2 separate regions of the Zea mays genome follow, and region 1 is linked to region 2. Evidence: chromatin contacts called from public Hi-C data. All regions are on one chromosome and are shown on one strand. Each heading gives the region's core, a stretch centred on a gene start, on an enhancer-like site or on the middle of the called end of the contact. The rest is flanking DNA. Distances are from core to core; before and after follow the strand shown.

The links. Hi-C and Micro-C count contacts between places; a contact is called where the count stands out from the background.
Region 1: a contact with region 2 is called in a Hi-C map of ear, with 1.7 times the contacts expected there. The contact joins the promoter of LOC100283955 here to the promoter of LOC100282610 in region 2. A contact is called at or near these places in 2 of 25 Hi-C or Micro-C datasets (ear and leaf).

What each region holds. Positions count from the first base shown.
Region 1 is chr6:121,522,143-121,525,207 of Zm-B73-REFERENCE-NAM-5.0, reverse strand. It overlaps LOC100283955, which reads right to left and starts at 1,602. Exons shown (of 4, transcript NM_001156853.2): 1 at 673-1,602; 2 at 221-358; 3 at 1-123. The coding sequence starts at 1,533.
Region 2 is chr6:121,272,009-121,274,916 of Zm-B73-REFERENCE-NAM-5.0, reverse strand. It overlaps LOC100282610 (nodulin protein), which reads left to right and starts at 1,546. Exons shown (of 6, transcript NM_001155518.2): 1 at 1,546-1,870; 2 at 2,121-2,183; 3 at 2,284-2,650; 4 at 2,747-2,908. The coding sequence starts at 1,680.

The sequences.
Region 1 (3,065 bases), core at 353-2,852, 250 kb before region 2:
AGACAGCTCCCCACCCGCGGAGGCGATGGCCCTCTCGAACGTCAGCCACCACGGGTTCGACGCGTTCGTCGCTGTGGATACGGGACGTCCGGACACATCCGTCGCCGGACCTTTCTGCACCAGCTGCAGCAATGCCCAGCAACAAGGGACGCATTTCAGCAGGACTCGGTTTGTTTTTGTTCCGGTGATCGAAACGACAGCGGAAATAAAAAAAAATCACCTCGTAGGTCAGGTTTTTGTGAGATGGTGCCCATTCCTCTTCGACCCTCCGCTTGATCTGCTCGATGTCTTCGGTTGGAGGAAGGCGGAGGTCAAAGCCGACCTCCGCTTCTGAAGGTTGCATGTTCATCACGAAACCCTGCAACAATCTGTCTTTAGAGACTACACAAGCCACAGATTATCATTGTAGACAGTGTAGCGTAAAACAATGTTTCGTACTGACCATATGCACAATATGCACAATCTGCTGGTGGTCGCTAGATTTTTGAAATATTTGATGAAAAGCTATAAAGTTCTGTATGTCACTATTTCTATTTGGTGGAGAGTATAAACATTCAAATTGCAAAATTGTTTAGCAACGGTAGCGGGCAATTGTATCCGCTAACACCGTTTCAAACCAGGACCTGATTTACTGTATCAAAGCTAAATTAGGTAGCACCATTGCTTACTTACCGTGGGGCTTGGTATGCCGGCCTTCATGTACACAGGGTTGACTGAGACCACCTCCCCAGGACCCTTCTCCCCGGACTTCACCATCCTGAACTGCGCATCCCTGAACGCAGCGATGGTCTCCACGCAATCCATCAAATTGTCAACGGCGGCGCCGTCCAACATCCTCGACCCATGCCCTGGCGCCCCCGCCGCCTTCACGACGAGCCTCCACACCAGCCTGTCCGCGTAAAAGACTCTGAACACGTCCGTCGGCGACGCCTGCCCCTCGTCGAGCATAAACCCGATGTTGAGGGCGCGGAACTCCTCCGATCGGGCGAACTTGTCGAACCCATCCGCGCCGCCGATCTCCTCGTCGGGGACAAGCGAGATGTGGATGGTGCGGGCGGGAGCGAACCCCGCGGCCTGCAGGCCCCGGATCGCCTCGAGGTACTGGACGGGGAGGCACTTGTCGTCCTGTGCGCCGCGCGCGTAGATGCGGCCCGTGGTCGGGTCGCGGTGCGCGGCGAATGGAGGGTGCGCCCAGTGCTCGGGCTCCGCGGGGACGGAGTCCATGTGGGAGTTGAGGAGCACGGAGGGGAGGGAGGGATCGGAGCCTCGCCAGGTGAGGAGGAGCAGGGGCTTGGTCTTGCACGGGGTGAAGTGGAGCGTGGTGGTGTGGAGACCGAGCGAAGCGGCGTAGTGTAGGAGGAAGGCGCTGGCGCCGGCGTAGTCGGGGGATGGGTGCGCAGTTCGGATGCGGAGGTATTCCTGGAAGCGGGCGATCTGGTCAGACTCGAGAGCCGTGAAGGGGTGGGCGAGACGGGGGAAGCCGGAGAGGACGACGACGAAGGCGAGAAGGAGACAGCGGAGAGGCGGCGGCATCGTGTGGTAGATGCGCAGCGACCTCACTCCGAGCAGAGCTTCCAGCGAATGTCTGTTCGGTTGACTTGCAGATCTCCTGTGTGTCTACTGTCTAGCGAAGTATTTTTAGCTTGTCTAGCGGGTGTTTGGATCCTCCTGAAATTTAGTACCTATCACAGATGTTTAGATACTAATGTCCAGTTTGATCCTCCTGGCTTATTGTTTATCAGTAGTTAATAATTAGCCGATAAATAATTAGCTAGTAAAAATTAGTCATGATATATTTGGAGACTGGATTAATATATGTCATTTTCTGTTTATACGATCTATTAGCACTTATTAGCAAGATCAAATGGCTAATGAATAAACAGTTTGCTAGCCCTCCGGCTAACAATTAGCCAATTTGTTAGCCAGACGGTTTGGAGGTTAAGATGCTAAAATTAGACGGCAAACATTTTGCCACAAGGATCCAAACATGCTCTAATTAGAAATATTAAGTACAGTCTAATTCTAAAACTAATTAGATAGATGAGAACTAAATGATAAGTAAACCAATTAAAACTAATTACTATGTAATTTGTCACATAATACAGTAAACATTATCTAATCATAAATTAATTAGGTTTAATAACTTTGTCTCGTTGTTAATAAGAACTACATATTTTTATATTAAGAAGAATACGAAAGCCCATAATGGACCGATACAGAGGATTGGCACTTTACGATGACTAAAATTGGATATACACAACTCATCCATGCTTAAAAACAAACACAATCAGAGACCCCAAATCAAAGCCAGATCCTGGCTATCCCAGGCTACCCTAGCAAGGCACCAATTCATGGCATCCTTTTTGAGATCCTACAACACCTTGAATACGTCTACCATGCCTTCTTCAATGACATAGAAATTATGGTGTTTTTACAACCACCAAACCACTAAAACCGTCTTGGAGTTGAACCTTTTTTCTATGGCTTGAAAGCTCGTTTCTTCACTTCATGCAACCATTCCTAAAAGCTGACATCCCTAGCACTAGGCTAAGATGATGTAAGTTGATTAGATATAGAACTTGAAACTAGAACTACCTAGCAAATACACATGCTACCAATAGATGTTGAATAGGTTCATCCTCTTGATCACAAAACAGGCAAAGTTCAGGGTGCTCAAGCCCTCTTTTTGCTAGCCGATTTATAGCAAAACACCTATTTAGACTTGCAAGCCAAATGAAAAACTTACATCTTAGAGGGGACTAGGTCTTTCAAACCCTTTTAGCCGACTCAAAGGCCACCGACCTAATGAAGAACATTTCATATGCTGGTTTGGAAGGGTAGCACTGAGATGCTGAGGGGGTCCATTGATGTTGCAATCCCATCATAACAAGTTTCTATAATAGCATTCTTAACCAAGACTTGATTGCAAGGATTAGAGTTAACATCAATTAAATCTAAGCAAGAAGTAGAAGCATCCTTTTTAATAATTTCAGGAATTTCAAATAAAAGACCTTCTGGGGTGTTATTGATGTTTTCTAGCTTATTAGTTAGCTCATTATTGTGTT
Region 2 (2,908 bases), core at 297-2,796:
CTGAGGGCGCGAATATCAAAAGCTTAACTCATTCTTTACTATTCTTGGCATCTCCCATTGTGTATCTTATCCTCATAACATCAATAAAATGGTGTTATAGAATGCAAACATAATTAAATAGTTAAAGTTGGCTTGACACATCGCTCCCATTAGTATATGCCTCTTAATATCGAGATGAACCGTTTTAGATGATCATTTTTCTATCTAGGCATTCATATTTAGCTAGAGAGTTTGATAGGGACACTAATAGAGAGTTGCTCTAAAACACCCTGCACTTCGGCTGTCCAAGCGGACCCTCTGCTAGATAGATGGGCTACCTTTGGTTTCAGCTTGTCAAAATTAAGGAGAAAAAATATCCAGACTATTAGGATAAATTTAATATTTTAAAGCAGACATGTATAAAATTTGATGATGATGATTTTTTCTATGTTATCAAGCACATTATTATTAATAACAATAAATTTTTGTATAAATCGTTTTATGTATTATTTGCTCCCTAAAAAATTTTAAAAAATATGTATCCAAATTGTATATCTATCATTTGACAAAATATATGATAATTTTGAGGTTATCTTTTATGAACATTTTAAGCATCTCCAAAAAAGGTCTCAAACGAAGTCCTATCTTAAATTATAAGGCTCAGGGGAGAAAAACAGCCTTCAACAGATGTCCTATTTTGTCAAATTTTATCAAACCGGTTTAGGGCTTGAAGTATATATAGGGTCATAAATATAGTACCTAACCATCCTGAGTCCTATATTTTTTTCCCACGTTGCGCGAGTCCCACACCCACCGGCCAGCTTGGTCCACACCCTGCTTAAATATGCCAAAGGGACTGGGCGCGCGAAGGGAAAAAGCACAGGATATACAACGTGCGTGTGGCCTGGGAAGTTGAAATTATTTGAGAAACAGATGTTTAAGACCCAATTATTGGAGATGATGACATATTCAGGGTCCTAAACCAAATCAAATCAAGTCCAAAACGATACTTAGGGCTTAAATAAGAGACTTCTTCTTGGAGTTACCGTTACAAGCTTAATGCTAAAAACAAAATTACAAATTTGCATAAGAGAATCCATATTCTATTTAATTTATTCGCAATCTAAGAAAAAAAAAACTAGTGAACTGATACTATCCCAAAAGGCTAGTGTATATCCATTATTTCCATCCCGAGTCAAAATCGGACAAGCTATGCCGGTATTCGGAGAAGCGTTACAACGTATATATGAGCGTTGTTGCACGTAATCATGCTTGTGTGATGGAGACGTGAACTTTCGTCTGCGATGGGGACGACACACGTAATTATCTTTTTTTTTCATTTTTTGAGCGAGTGGAGAGCACCCGATCTGCTGCGCGGAAAATGGGCTTGGAGTTGGAGTTGGAGGAGTTGTGTAGTGGCGTAGTGTGCTACTGCTCTACGCTGCAACCTGCATCGGTGACGTCGCGCGCTCGGGCCATGCATGCATGAGACAACGTTGACCTGACGTGCGCCGCGCGCTGCTCGCGCATGCTATAAAGCCGGCAGAACAGCGAGCTGCCTTCCTCGCCGTGGAGTAGAGGAGCACAAGTGAGCTAGCTAGCTCTAGCTAGGCCACGCACTGCTGCCTCCTTCATCATCAGGTCGTGCTAGCTAGCTAGCTATAGCTGGGCCGGGGGACGTACGACATCAGCGCGCGGCCATGGGCGTGGGGAAGCTGATGAACGACGTGAAGCCATACCTGGCGATGGTGCTGCTGCAGGTGGGGTTCTCCGGGATGTACATCGTCTCCGTCGCCTCCCTCAAGCGCGGCATGAACCACTTCGTCCTCGTCGTCTACCGCAACCTCGTCGCCACCGTCGTCATGGCCCCCTTCGCCCTCCTCTTCGAGAGGTACGTACGTCCTACTACCTGTATGTCGCCGGCTCGCCGCAGATCAGCGATCAACCTAGCTGATGACAGGGCCTAGCTAATTAACACTTGAACACTGGCTGATTTAACTGCCGCACCTGAGAAGCATCCTGCTGCTGCACGTATAGAACAGAAAATCATGCATGCATATGTTGCATCGCTGTTGGTTCTTTTTCTCGTAATGAAGTCATCGTTGCTATGGTGACCAGGCTTATCATCAATTTCATTGCAGGCGAGTGAGGCCCAAGATGACGCCGCTCATCTTCCTCAAGATCATGGGGCTCGCCGTGCTCGAGTATGCATGTATTCATTTTTATTTTATTTTTGCTGCAGTAGTGAACAGTACAAAGGAAAATCTGCTGTTCCACTAACGTGCATATAATCCGTTTCATCAGGCCTGTGCTCGACCAGAACATGTACTACCTCGGCGCGAAGCTGACGTCCGCGACCTTCGCCTCGGCGCTGGTCAACATCCTCCCCGCCATCACGTTCCTGCTGGCCCTCGCCCTGAGGATGGAGAGGCTGAGGCTCCGGAGCCTCCGCAGCCAGGCCAAGGTGGTCGGCACGGTCTGCACCGTCGCCGGCGCCGTGCTGATGATCCTCTACCACGGCCCGGTGGTGCCGTTCCCGTGGTCCGCGGGTCGTCTTCACCACCACGTCCCCGCGGCGGCGGTGGAGAGCCAGAGCAGCGCCTCCTGGCTCAACGGCATCTGCATGATCATCGGCAGCTGCCTGTGCTGGTCCGGCTTCTTCATCCTCCAGGTACGTACCGTAATTATTAAGGAGAGGCAGCAGGCGCTAACACTATCCCTTCCCTGTGTGAATGAATGTGATTACATGTTCGTTCGTTCCGTGCAGTCGAACACGCTGCAGAGCTACCCTGCGGAGCTGACGCTGACGACTCTGATCTGCTTCCTGGGCTCGGTGCTGACCGGCGGCGTGGCGCTCGTGGCGGAGCGCCGCGACATGAGCGCCTGGGTCATTGGCTTCGACACCCGCCTCTTCACCGCCGTCTACTCC